Linked DNA regions of Mus musculus: region 2 is linked to region 1. The links are chromatin contacts, called in public Hi-C maps. All regions are on one chromosome and are shown on one strand. Each heading gives the region's core, a stretch centred on a gene start, on an enhancer-like site or on the middle of the called end of the contact. The rest is flanking DNA. Distances are from core to core; before and after follow the strand shown.

What was found. A called contact is a pair of places that touch in the nucleus more often than the background predicts.
Region 2: a contact with region 1 is called in a Hi-C map of the MNK3 cell line, with 4 times the contacts expected there. The contact joins two enhancer-like sites. A contact is called at or near these places in 1 of 15 datasets of contacts at CTCF or cohesin (embryonic stem cells), 7 of 484 Hi-C or Micro-C datasets (B cells, the MNK3 cell line, brown adipocytes and 3 more) and 1 of 9 other capture datasets (embryonic stem cells).

Annotation. Positions count from the first base shown.
Region 1 is chr4:118,091,697-118,097,708 of GRCm38.p6, reverse strand. The region is part of intron 2 of St3gal3 (ST3 beta-galactoside alpha-2,3-sialyltransferase 3); the gene reads left to right. Among named protein-coding and RNA genes, the nearest start is that of St3gal3, 40 kb to the left of the region's middle. Within about 2 kb of position 3,983, at least 1 of the 459 cell types and tissues checked has an H3K27ac peak or open chromatin away from gene starts, as enhancers often do. A contact at or near this core is called in the MNK3 cell line, where this site is marked.
Region 2 is chr4:118,553,579-118,559,345 of GRCm38.p6, reverse strand. Cfap57 (cilia and flagella associated protein 57) reads left to right here. Exons shown (of 23, transcript NM_026789.5): 23 at 4,436-4,795. The coding sequence ends at 4,650. Gm52677 (a long non-coding RNA gene) reads right to left here and starts at 4,969. Exons shown (of 3, transcript XR_003955099.1): 1 at 4,900-4,969. Within about 2 kb of position 1,720, at least 1 of the 459 cell types and tissues checked has an H3K27ac peak or open chromatin away from gene starts, as enhancers often do. A contact at or near this core is called in the MNK3 cell line, where this site is marked.

The DNA.
Region 1 (6,012 bases), core at 2,734-5,233:
TGTGTGTGTGGGTCCAGTCCCACTCGCTCGTCCTCCTTGAACACCTGCAGATGTGCACACAGGCATTACGAACACATAAAGACAAAATTTTTAGAAGGAAAGATCCCGAGGAGTGTGGTCAATTAGGAGAAAGGAAAAGAGCACCTCTGTGACAGAGCTAATTGTAGTTCCCGTCACTGTGACAAATGCCCCAGAGCAGCAGAGAGAAGAATCAGTGACTGAGTGGAGCAAGTGACAGCGTGGCAGTCAGGAACCGGAAAATGTCCACTGCTGTCTCCTTTTCTGCTTCCGTGCTCTCCAGGCCCCCAGCCTGGGAGGTGAGGCCACGCCCCCACCTCCCCCAGTTTGTTAGTTCTCCTTGGAAATACCCTGAGAGACACACCTGGGATGTCCTTTATTCCTCTCCCAGAAACTTGTGGTTGTAATGAAGCTGGCAGTCAAGAGGAGGCAGGCATCAGTGCCTTAGGCATCTAAGAGTCAGGAAGAGACGAACCTTAGACGCAGACATCTTAGACGGTGACAGACGCAGCGGTGCACTGCGGTCTCAGCGCTTGGAAGGTGCAGGAAGAAGGATCATCCTCAGCTACAGAGCCAGGCTAAGGCCAGCCTGAGCTACATGCGATTGTTAAAACAAATAAACAAAGGATAAACACAGTGGTGGCAGAAACCCCAGAAAAATCATAGGGAGAAAATCCTGGACTTCTTTACACTAAATGTAAAGACCTTGTGTTACTAAGGACAGCACAGGCAAAATGAACATCTGTATGTTATGACTGCCAGGAAAGAAAGCGGCAGGGTTTGAAATGTGCAAGAGTTGATGTACAGAACATGCAGAGCTGCATCGAGAAAGAAAGAGGCACCCTGATGGGCTTGGTCGGCAGAGTGCTGGCTTAGCGTGCAGGAAGCCCTTCTCTGATCTCCAGAACTGTCATTGGAGCGTCAGGCTGCATACCTGAAATCCCAGTATGGGGGCGGGGTGGGGTGGCAGCAGAATTGGAAGGTCTGAGTTCAAGGCCAGACTGGGCTATGTGAGACCCTGTGCAGAGATGGAGAGAAACGGGGAAAGGTCTCAGGATCTCAACAGGAAACGGCAAAGAACTGTACCAGGCATTTTAAAGAATTAAGAAACTACTGAGACTGGCTGTAAGAAAACAAACTCTCAGGCTACAAAATACTCAAGTTAAAACAAAATATCTGTTTCTCCCTCTTTGACAAGAATTTGAAAGCTGAATAATGTCTTATGCTGGTCAGAATATAAAAATCCTGTAACCTGTAGTTCTGCTGGCAGGAGATAGAAGGTGCAACCGCTCTGGAGAGCCCTGTAATGTGATTGACTTAAGCATACACATGAGCGTTGTTTCACCCAGCACGCCTCCCCTTCCCCTTGATATTCCACACAGCTCAGCAGAGACACACGTTTTGGACCAAGCAGCTAGAGGGAGTGGCCTTCTGCCCTGAGGATGGGGGTGAGTAGGCAAGAGGTGGGATGATGTCATAGACGGAGGGTAGGGGTGAGTGGGCAAGAGGCAGGGCGATGTCATAGATGATACACAGCAATTTAAAGCAAGAAGGTACAGACATAAGACATGGATAGGATGTAAATGGAAAACCCTGTTTGAATGAATAAAAGTCATAATAACACAGTTTACTTTTATAAGTTGAAAGAACACCATCAGGTGTGATGGCTCACAGCAGTAATTTCAGCACTTGGAAAACTCAGGCAGGAGGATTCCCATGAGTGTAAAGCCAACATGGGATAGAGTTCCAAAACCAAAACAAACCGGCAAAGGTACTTGTACAAAGATTGTAAGGTAGGCTGTAAGATGCATGAGCTGAAACATCCTGGCACCCGAGAGGCAGAGGCAGAGGCAGAGGAGGCAGAGGCATCTCTGTGAATTCAAGACCAGCCTGATCTACAGACTGGGTTCCAGGACAGCCAGAGCTACATAGAGAAAGCAAAACAGAGAGATAGAGAGGGAAAAGAGGAGAGGAGAGGAGAGGAGAGGAGAGGAGAGGAGAGGAGAGGAGAGGAGAGGAGAAGAAAGAGAGGGAGGGAGGAAGGGAAGGAGAGAGAGAGGGAGGGAGGGAGGGAGGGAGGGAGGGAGGGAGGGAGGGAGGGAGGGAGGGAGGAGAATAAGCTGAAAGATCAAAACTGTTGAACTTGGGGCTCTGGCTCAGGGTTGGGCTGCTTGCCTAGCCCGCAGTAAGCTATGGATTCAGTTACCAAAAAAGAAAAAGAAAAAAAGATAATTTTTACCAAAATTAAAACTGCCTGCTATTCAAAAGATGTAATTAAGAGAATAAAACAGGGCTGGAGAGATGGCTCAGCGGTTAAGAGCACTGATTGCTCTTCCAGAGGTCCTGAGTTCAATTCCCAGCAACCACATGGTGGATCACAACCATCCGTAACGGGATCTGATGCCCTCTTCTGATGTGTCTGAAGACAGTGCCGATGTACTCACATAAAATGAATAAATAAATCTTTTAAAAAAAAACAAAACAAAAGAGTAAAACGGTAAAACTCAGAATGGGAAGGTACTTAATACCCGGTGTAGAATACCCAGCAGTAAAAATTCAGTCCTCGGCTAGATTTATGTGCAGAATATAAGGTTTTTATGACTAACAGTGAGACAGTAGATGCCTCATAAAAATGAGTGAAGGCCGAGAGCTGCCTCATGAAAGAGTCTGAGGAGGACTGGAGGGCACAGGCGACAGACAGTTCTCAGCCTTGGTCACTGGGCACATATACAGAATAATAAGGCTGTGTCAACACAGGCCTGCACTGGAATGCTACCAACCTCGCCATTTGTGATGGCCCCAGACTACAACACAGACCAGATGTCTGTCAACAGATGGATAGACAGACAGAATGTGGCATTCCAGAAGGGCATAATGTCACATGCCTGTGGGCCCAGCACTGGGAGGTTGAGATGTGAGAATCAGGAGTTCAACTTCATCCAACACTATGTAGCAAACTCCAGGCCAGCCAGGCCACACAAGACCTTGTCTTAAACAAAATGTCTTTAAAAAAAAAAAAAAAAAAAAAGACACAGCCCTATAATGGAGTACCATGCAGCAATGTAAAAGGAGCCAGTTGAGGACCTGGAGAGACACGGCTTAGTAGGTAATGCTTGTGTAAGCATAAGGGCGTGAGTTTGGATTCCCAGCACTCCTACTGAAACACTGACATAGTAGCTCACACCCAAATCCCAGCACTCGGGAGGCAGAGGCAGGAGGTGCTCTCTGAGTTCGAGGCCAGCCTGGTCTACAGAGTGAGTTCTAGGACAGCCAGAGCTCTACAGAGAAACCCTGTCTCGAAAAACCAACCAACCAACCAACCAACCAACCAACCAACCAAGGTAGCCTACAAAGGAGACCCTGTTGCATGGTTCCTTCCATAAGAGAGTGAAGTTAGTGGTTCGTAACTGAGGGGCAGGTCAGTCTTTCTCTGCAGGGAGAGTGAAGGAAGGCACAGGGTGCAGGGCACAGGAGGTTCCAAGACCAGGTGCAGGGCACGGGAGGTTCCAAGACTGACAGGAATGAGCCATGGATGCTGTGCTGAGGGATTCGTGAACGAGAGTCCGACCAACTTTTTTTTTTTTTTAAGATTTTATTTATTTATTTATTTATTTGTTTATTTATTTATTATATGTAAGTACACTGTTGCTGTCTTCAGACACTCCAGAAGAGGGAGTCAGATTTCGTTACGGATGGTTGTAAGCCACCATGTGGTTGCTGGGATTTGAACTTCGGACCTTCGGAAGAGCAGTCGGGTGCTCTTACCCACTGAGCCACCTCACCAGCCCCCCGACCAACTTTTTAAGTTATATACTTTAATGCAGCTTACTGCCTGCAAATTCTCCAGTGGAACTGATTTGAAAAGTTCCACTCTAGACTTAAAGAAATCCAAACTGTCAACACAGCAGGATGTGGCCTGGTTAGGGAGTGGGCGGTGAGGAGGGTAGGGCACTGTGACCCAATTTATGTCATTCATAGGGTATGACATCCACCCAGTGTAGTGGGACAGTTGTTTCTGTGTGCCTGTACCTCCCATGACAGTTAGGACAGCTATATCAACAAAGATGGTGAGCAGGGACAGGAGCCCACAGACACTCAGAGTGCGGGAATACTGAGACAGAACCATCCTTGCTGAGGGTCAGAAGCCATGCAATACTGAGACACCGAACCTCCCCGATTTGTTTTAAAATTCAACATCATTTCCAATCAAAATCTCAGAAAAGTTGAGTTTTCCCCCTCTCTCATTTATTTATTTATTTATTTATTTATTTATTTGTTGTTTTTATAGAAACTGACCATGGATTTAAAAATTTATATGGAAGTAAGGACATTTTTAGGAAGAAGCAGGTGGGGGAGGGTTCACACCACCTGCCGTGAGGTGTATACAGTAGCCAGGAGAGGGAGCGTTGTATAAAGAACACTTGCAGGTCAGTGGGACAAGAGTCCAGACGTGGATCTACATGTATGAGGCCAGCGGATGTGTGACCAGGGTGACATTCAATGGGGACAGTGCAATCTGTTCACTTAATGGTTGCAAGAAATACAGGCGTTGACAGTGACCTCTCCAGCTGCATTTACTAGAAATGGAGACTCCTTAACCTTCCTCATGCTGTGACCCTTCCGTACATGGTGCGGCGACGTCCAAGCATAAAACTGTATTTTTGCTACTGTTATGAATTGTAACAGAAATGTCTGGTATGGGCCCCTCACCCAGGGGTCATAGTCCCTAAGTTGATAACCAGGGGCCTAAGCGGAGAGAAGACTGAAATCTACAGGTGCAGAAGGGAATCCAAGTGACCTTCAGTTTGGCAACAGTTTCTTAAATGATGTAAGAAACGCTTAATATATTGAACTTGATAAAAAAGTAAAAATTTAGCCAGGTGGTAGTAGCATACACCTTTAGTCTCAGCACTAGGGAGGTGGGGACAGGTGGATCTCTGTGAGTTTGAGGCCAACCTGGTCTATATAGTGAGTTTAGGGACAGACAGGGCTACATAAAGAGAAACCCTATCTTGAAAAAAACAAAAAAAGTTTAAGAAAATGAAAATTGAGCCTAGCGTGGTGCTGCAGCTTCAGGAGGCTGAAGAAGGCGGCTCTCAAGGCCAGCCTAGGCACCAGAGAGAGAACTTAACGCAAAATGCTTGTTGTAACCCCTACACTCTGAACATGGAACGATCAGAAGTTCAGGGTAATCCTTGGCTACATAATGCACTCCATGCCAGTCTGGGCTACAGGGAGACAGAACCTGTATCAACAAGCAAATCATTACAAAGCTTCTATTATTTTTATTTTTTAAGAAAGGTTTTTATGGCCGGGCAGTGGTGGTGCATACCTTTAATTCCAGCACTTGGGAGGCAGAGGCAGGAGGATTTCTGAGTTCCAGGCCAGCCTGGTCTACAGAGTGAGTTCCAGGCCAGCCTGGGCTACGCAGAGAAACCCTGTCTCAGGGTTGGGGGAGAAAGGAAAAAAGGAAAGAGAGAGAGAGAGAAAGGGAGAGAGAGAGAGAGAGAGAGAGAGAGAAAGGGAGAGAGAAAGGGAGAGAGAAAGGGAGAGAGAAAGGGAGAGAGAAAGGGAGAGAAAGAAAGAGGAAGGTTTTTATGGGGCTGGAGAGATGCTGAGTGGTTGGTTATGAGCACTGGCTGTTGTCTCAGAGGAACTGGGTTCAATTCCCAGCTCTCATATGGTGGCTCATAACTGTCTGTAATTCCAGTTCCAGGGGATCTGACACTCACACAGACACACCAATGCAGACAAAAGAAATAAATTTAAAAAAGAAATATTTGTATGTATATGCATATGCATCACATTCATACCATGCCTGTGGAGGCCAGAAGGTGTTGGATTTTCTGACACTTGTGAGCCATCTGGGTGATGGAAATTGAACCTGGGTCCTCAGAAAGAACAGCCAGTGCTCTTAACCACTCCCCAGCCCCATTTCTCTGTTTTTACACACACATGCACAAACACACACACACACACACACACACACACACA
Region 2 (5,767 bases), core at 471-2,970, 460 kb before region 1:
GATATATATATATATATATATATATATATATATATAATATATTATAGTATATGTATATATCATATGCATATATACATGTGTTGTACATTATATACATTATATGTGTGTTTATATTATATGTATATACACATAATATATGCAGATATACATTATATACATCTATGTATATGTAATACATGCACATATATAATATATTATACTTATTATATGTCATGTGAAATATATATGTATGATATATATGTGATATATATTGTACACACACATATATATATATATCTCACATTGTGCTTCATATGTGTCTGGTGCTTCTAACTCAGCCTCTCTGCTTTGCATTCTTGTTTGTTTGTTTGTTTTTGTTTTTTGGGTTTTGTTTTTGTTTTTCAAGACAGGGTTTCTCTGTACAGCCCTGGCTGGCCTCGAACTCAGAAATCTGCCTGCCTCTGCCTCCCAAGTGCTGGGATTAAAGGCATGCACCACCACTGCCCGGCTGCATTCTTTATGTTACATAAGCATAAACTTTTTAGAGCCTAGAGGGATGATAGAAAGGAAGGTGGGGAGAAAGAAAGAGAAATCTTCCAAACCAACAGAGGGAAAATAGACCAAATTTGGGGGAAAATTAAAGAAGAGAAACGTGACCCCGGGGTACAGAGAGGAGTGAATCCCTAACTACTTCCTCATTTCCCATCAGGTTTGGGGCTGAGAACACAGCTTATTGCTGAATCTCTACCTTATGCATGAGGCTGCTGGACTCAGACCCCAACACTGCAAATCACAACAGTGGTGATAATAATAACTTAATTGTTTAAGCAATACCAGCCATCTGTCTATGGAAGGAAGCCTGTGAGCAGCGTGCAGAGAGGGACACTGATCAGGTCTGGAAGGTGACAGGTTCTGAGCAGAAAGGGAGCAAGAAGAGATTGGGGGTGTGAGCAGAGGGGCAAGAGCTGACTTCCCACAGCCGTGGAAGAGGCGGCAGCCCCTGCAAGACTCGCCCAGTATGAGGAACAGGCAATATGCTGTGAGAAAGAATGGGAAGAGACCAGTGAGAGGTGATGGGAGGACACAGGAAAAAGCACAGCCCAGGCCCTAGAGATGCTGGTAAGCCAGAGTGGGAGACAGAGCAGGAGACAAGCAGATGTGCCACATGAGGTCCACTGGGCCATCTTCTACATGCTGCACCCCCAAGAACATTCACGGGACAATATGACCCAAGCCAGGCATGTTTCAGGGAACTGCTCCAGGACAGCCTCCAGCCTGTAGCCATGGGTGTGGTGGCTCTTCCTGGCCCCTGTGCAGAGCCTACCACTGCCCACTTCTGAGGCCCCTCACTCAGTAATTGGACATCCCAGGGGGCCTTAAAAGTTACAGTTTAGGGCTGGAGAGATGGCTCAGCAGTTAAGAGCACTGACTGCTCTTCCAGAGGTCTTGAGTTCAATTCCTAGCACCCGCATGGTGGCTCAATCCATCCGTAATGGGATCTGGTGCCTTCTGGTGTACATGAGGACAGTGTACTCATATATATATATAATAAATAAATCTGAAAAGAAAGTTAGTTTAAAGCAAGATTCTTAGAACACACAGAGGTGCTGTGGAGAAAACAGGCCACTGTGGCCAGGCCTGTGGTAGCCAGGAAGAGAAGCTGGGTGCTGAATCTCTCAAGCTAACCCCAAGTGTGCTCAGGACTGTGGTTTCCCAGGCACCTCATCCCCCGGGAAGCCAGATGGTGATTGGTTAAGTATCTGCATGTGAAGGCTAGTGGGCAGGTCCTGAAGACAGGAGCTGATACAGAGGTCGTGAAATCCAGGGCAGTAGTTTCCAGAGTATCAGGAAGATGAAGGGTTGATACTTGGGGGGGCTGGGAGGTGTGTGGGGGACCACTAAGAGATCATGAACATGTGACTGCAGAAAAGGACTTGTAGGAGTAAAGGCAGAAAAGAGGAGGGACCAGACTCTCCAAGGAAGAAGAGCAAGATAAACCAATTGCTCTTTAAACATTGGCCCCATCACAATCATTAGAGGCCAAGGCAAGGCTGACCACTGGCCACCGCTGACTATTTATTTGTAGAAACAGTTTCTCCCTTCACCTCCAACATCTATTCTTTTCTAGTTTTTCCTTTAGAGCTACAGAAAAGTGCTGGCTGTAGGAAGGAGAGACAGGCGGTACCATTTGTTAAGATGGATGGAGAGGGAATGGAGGTCAGAGTTCAGGTGTGCTGCTGTGGGAAAGGGAAAGTTTGTGGGCTGTGCAGCAGCCTAGACAGTCAGCAGCCTAAACAGTCAGCAGCCTAGACAGCCAGCAGCCTAGACAGTCAGAAGCCTAGACAGTCAGAAGCCTAGACAGTCAGAAGCCTAGACAGCCAGCAGCCTAGACAGTCAGCAGCCTAGACAGCCAGCAGCCTAGACAGTCAGCAGCCTAGACAGTCAGCAGCCTAGACAGCCAGCAGCCTAGACAGTCAGCAGCCTAGACAATCAGAAGCCTAGACAGACAGTCAGCAGCCTAGACAGTCAGAAGCCTAGACAGCCAGCAGCCTAGACAGCCAGCAGCCTAGACAGTCAGAAGCCTAGACAGTCAGAAGCCTAGACAGTCAGAAGCCTAGACAGCCAGCAGCCTAGACAGTCAGCAGCCTAGACAGCCAGCAGCCTAGACAGTCAGCAGCCTAGACAGTCAGCAGCCTAGACAGTCAGCAGCCTAGACAGTCAGAAGCCTAGACAGTCAGAAGCCTAGACAGTCAGAAGCCTAGACAGCCAGCAGCCTAGACAGTCAGCAGCCTAGACAGCCAGCAGCCTAGACAGTCAGCAGCCTAGACAGTCAGCAGCCTAGACAGTCAGAAGCCTAGACAGTCAGCAGCCTAGACAGCCAGCAGCCTAGACAGTCAGCAGCCTAGACAGTCAGAAGCCTAGACAGTCAGAAGCCTAGACAGCCAGCAGCCTAGACAGTCAGCAGCCTAGACAGCCAGCAGCCTAGACAGTCAGCAGCCTAGACAGTCAGAAGCCTAGACAGTCAGCAGCCTAGACAGCCAGCAGCCTAGACAGTCAGCAGCCTAGACAGTCAGAAGCCTAGACAGCCAGCAGCCTAGACAGTCAGAAGCCTAGACAGTCAGCAGCCTAGACAGCCAGCAGCCTAGACAGTCAGCAGCCTAGACAGTCAGAAGCCTAGACAGTCAGCAGCCTAGACAGCCAGCAGCCTAGACAGTCAGCAGCCTAGACAGTCAGAAGCCTAGACAGTCAGCAGCCTAGACAGTCAGCAGCCTAGACAGTCAGCAGCCTAGACAGTCAGAAGCCTAGACAGTCAGCAGCCTAGACAGCCAGCAGCCTAGACAGCCAGCAGCCTAGACAGTCAGAAGCCTAGACAGTCAGAAGCCTAGACAGTCAGCAGCCTAGACAGTCAGCAGCCTAGACAGTCAGAAGCCTAGACAGCCAGCAGCCTAGACAGCCAGCAGCCTAGACAGTCAGCAGCCTAGACAGTCAGAAGCCTAGACAGTCAGAAGCCTAGACAGTCAGAAGCCTAGACAGTCAGCAGCCTAGACAGTCAGAGCCTAGACAGCCAGCAGCCTAGACAGCCAGCAGCCTAGACAGTCAGCAGCCTAGACAGTCAGCAGCCTAGACAGTCAGCAGCCTAGACAGCTGGCTGCAGAAGAAGCACTGGCTCCTACTGCTACTTTTCTCAGGAGCACACAGCAGGCCAGACATTGATGGGAAGGCCCGGCCTGAAGGGTTGGGCTGTCTCAGGTGCAGGCTGGGCAGGATAGATGAAATGGAAGAACAAATCGATTAAAAAATGGGGGTGAGAGGTTGCCAAGAAAATGAAGGGGGTGGGGGACTCACGGTGGATATAAGCAGTCAGAGAAGACTGAATTTAGAGCCCATCGCACGGGTAGGAGGGAATTACAGGAAGAAGCAGTCTCATCTTGATTACTGAGTACAAACAGTGAAATGATCTGTGGTCAGGTTGGCACGCTGGCATGGGACATGGGCCCCAGAGGTACCCCTGGATACTGAAGAAAGAGGGGCAGGTGGCATGGCATGAAAGCCAGTGTTCCTGCTGGGAGCCCAGCCCTTTGAGGCCCTGGCCTGACAAAAGCCACAGACTCTCTGAATGCCCAGGATAGTGGCAAACCCCAAATCTGGGAAGATGGCAAGATCAGAAAGCTTCAGAAAGCATTAGCAGATGCCACAGAGAGAGAGGAGAGGAATCTGAATCCAAAAGCATCATCCTTACCAGAGGACTGGTGGCTGGGACTCCAGCATCATCTGTCCCCTGGGGAGTTACAAGTGACCTCAGTGAGGCACTAGGCAGGCTTACTCCCCACTTGGAGCTATGGTGAAGTGGCCTGTTTACCTCTTCCTCTGTGGATGCTCCAAGGATGTTTGGAGGGGTTGGGGACGTCAGTAGTCCAGTAAACAGGCTACAGTGACCCTGCTTTGTCCCCTACAGTGATAAGCAAGGACGTAGTCGGCAGCACCTCTACTATGAGGCTGAACGAACAGGAGGAAACCGGGAGAATCATCGAGATGCAACGTCTGGAAATCCGCCGCCTCAGAGACCAGATCCAAGAGCAGGAGCAGGTCCCAGGCTTCCACACCATTGCCGGAGTTCGGCTTCCTTCCATCGTCGACTCAGATGTGGATTTTGAAGTGCACACCAAGTGACCTCCGGTGAGCCATTTCCAGTCACAGCCAGAAGCACGGGAGGCACCGGGTGTCTGTCACAGAGCCAGACTCCTACCCAAGTCCCACCAACCTCTTTCATCCTGGGAAACTGGGAGTAGGGTCAGAATAAAGGTGTTTGCTCACTATCTTGTCCAGCTTCTGCTTAGGGTGGGGGCACACAGGAAAGCCAGGAGGAGGGAGTACCTGAGGACTGGTGGTGACTACTCGCTCACATCTTAAGTAGCTTACCTGTTGCTTCCCTCCTAGTTCTTGTCTCTCTCAGCCAAGTCAGGACCAAACAAGGTCTCCTCTGGTTTCTTCTTCCTTATGAAACATAATGAGGGATTTCCTGTCCTTCCTCTGTCTTCACATCTGTGTTTGTGTGACCTTGCCTGGCTCCTCCTTTTCTGGGGACACTTTATACTTTTCTCTCCAGGGTTGCATCTGGGTCATACCCCAAGGAGCCACATGTAGGTACCAGGAGAGAGACTCTTTTGGACAATAACAAGCAAAGGAGTGTAACGCAAATGTCCCTGGCTTCTCTTGCAGAGAACAGATACCTATATAGGTATTTAATCCCAAGTCCTTCTTAGTGGTCCCCCTTCTAACTGCATGAAGCCTGCCATCTCCCAGGTTCCTCAGTTTCCCTTAGACTGCTTTGCCAACACTATAGCCATTGCCCTGGGTGCTTTCACAGCCAGACCAGAACTCTGCTGTCCTAGTTCCAAAATGGAAGGTACACAGCAAAGATTGGAAAGGACTCAGGAGTGAGGGGGTGTCCATGGGGGCTCTGTCTCTACTGATCTCTTTCTTATCCAGCCCACACCCTAGCACCAAACCTGTGTGACAGCCATCCTGTCTGTCCCTTGCCCACTTGTGGCTTGGCCCAGGAAGATGGCTGAGTGGAGAGAGAGAGAGAGAGAGAGAGAGAGAGAGAGAGAGAGAGGAAAGAAATGAACTCTTTAGACTTCAGGACTGGTGGGAGTTAGCCAATCCAAAGGAGAGGAAGCACCGCTGGGAGAAGGGAAATATTCAGGGGAAAATGGAGCTCTGAGGAGCAGAGGCAAATTCACTGAGGTTGTCGTTCAAATGACATGCACATCACTGGGGAATGTGT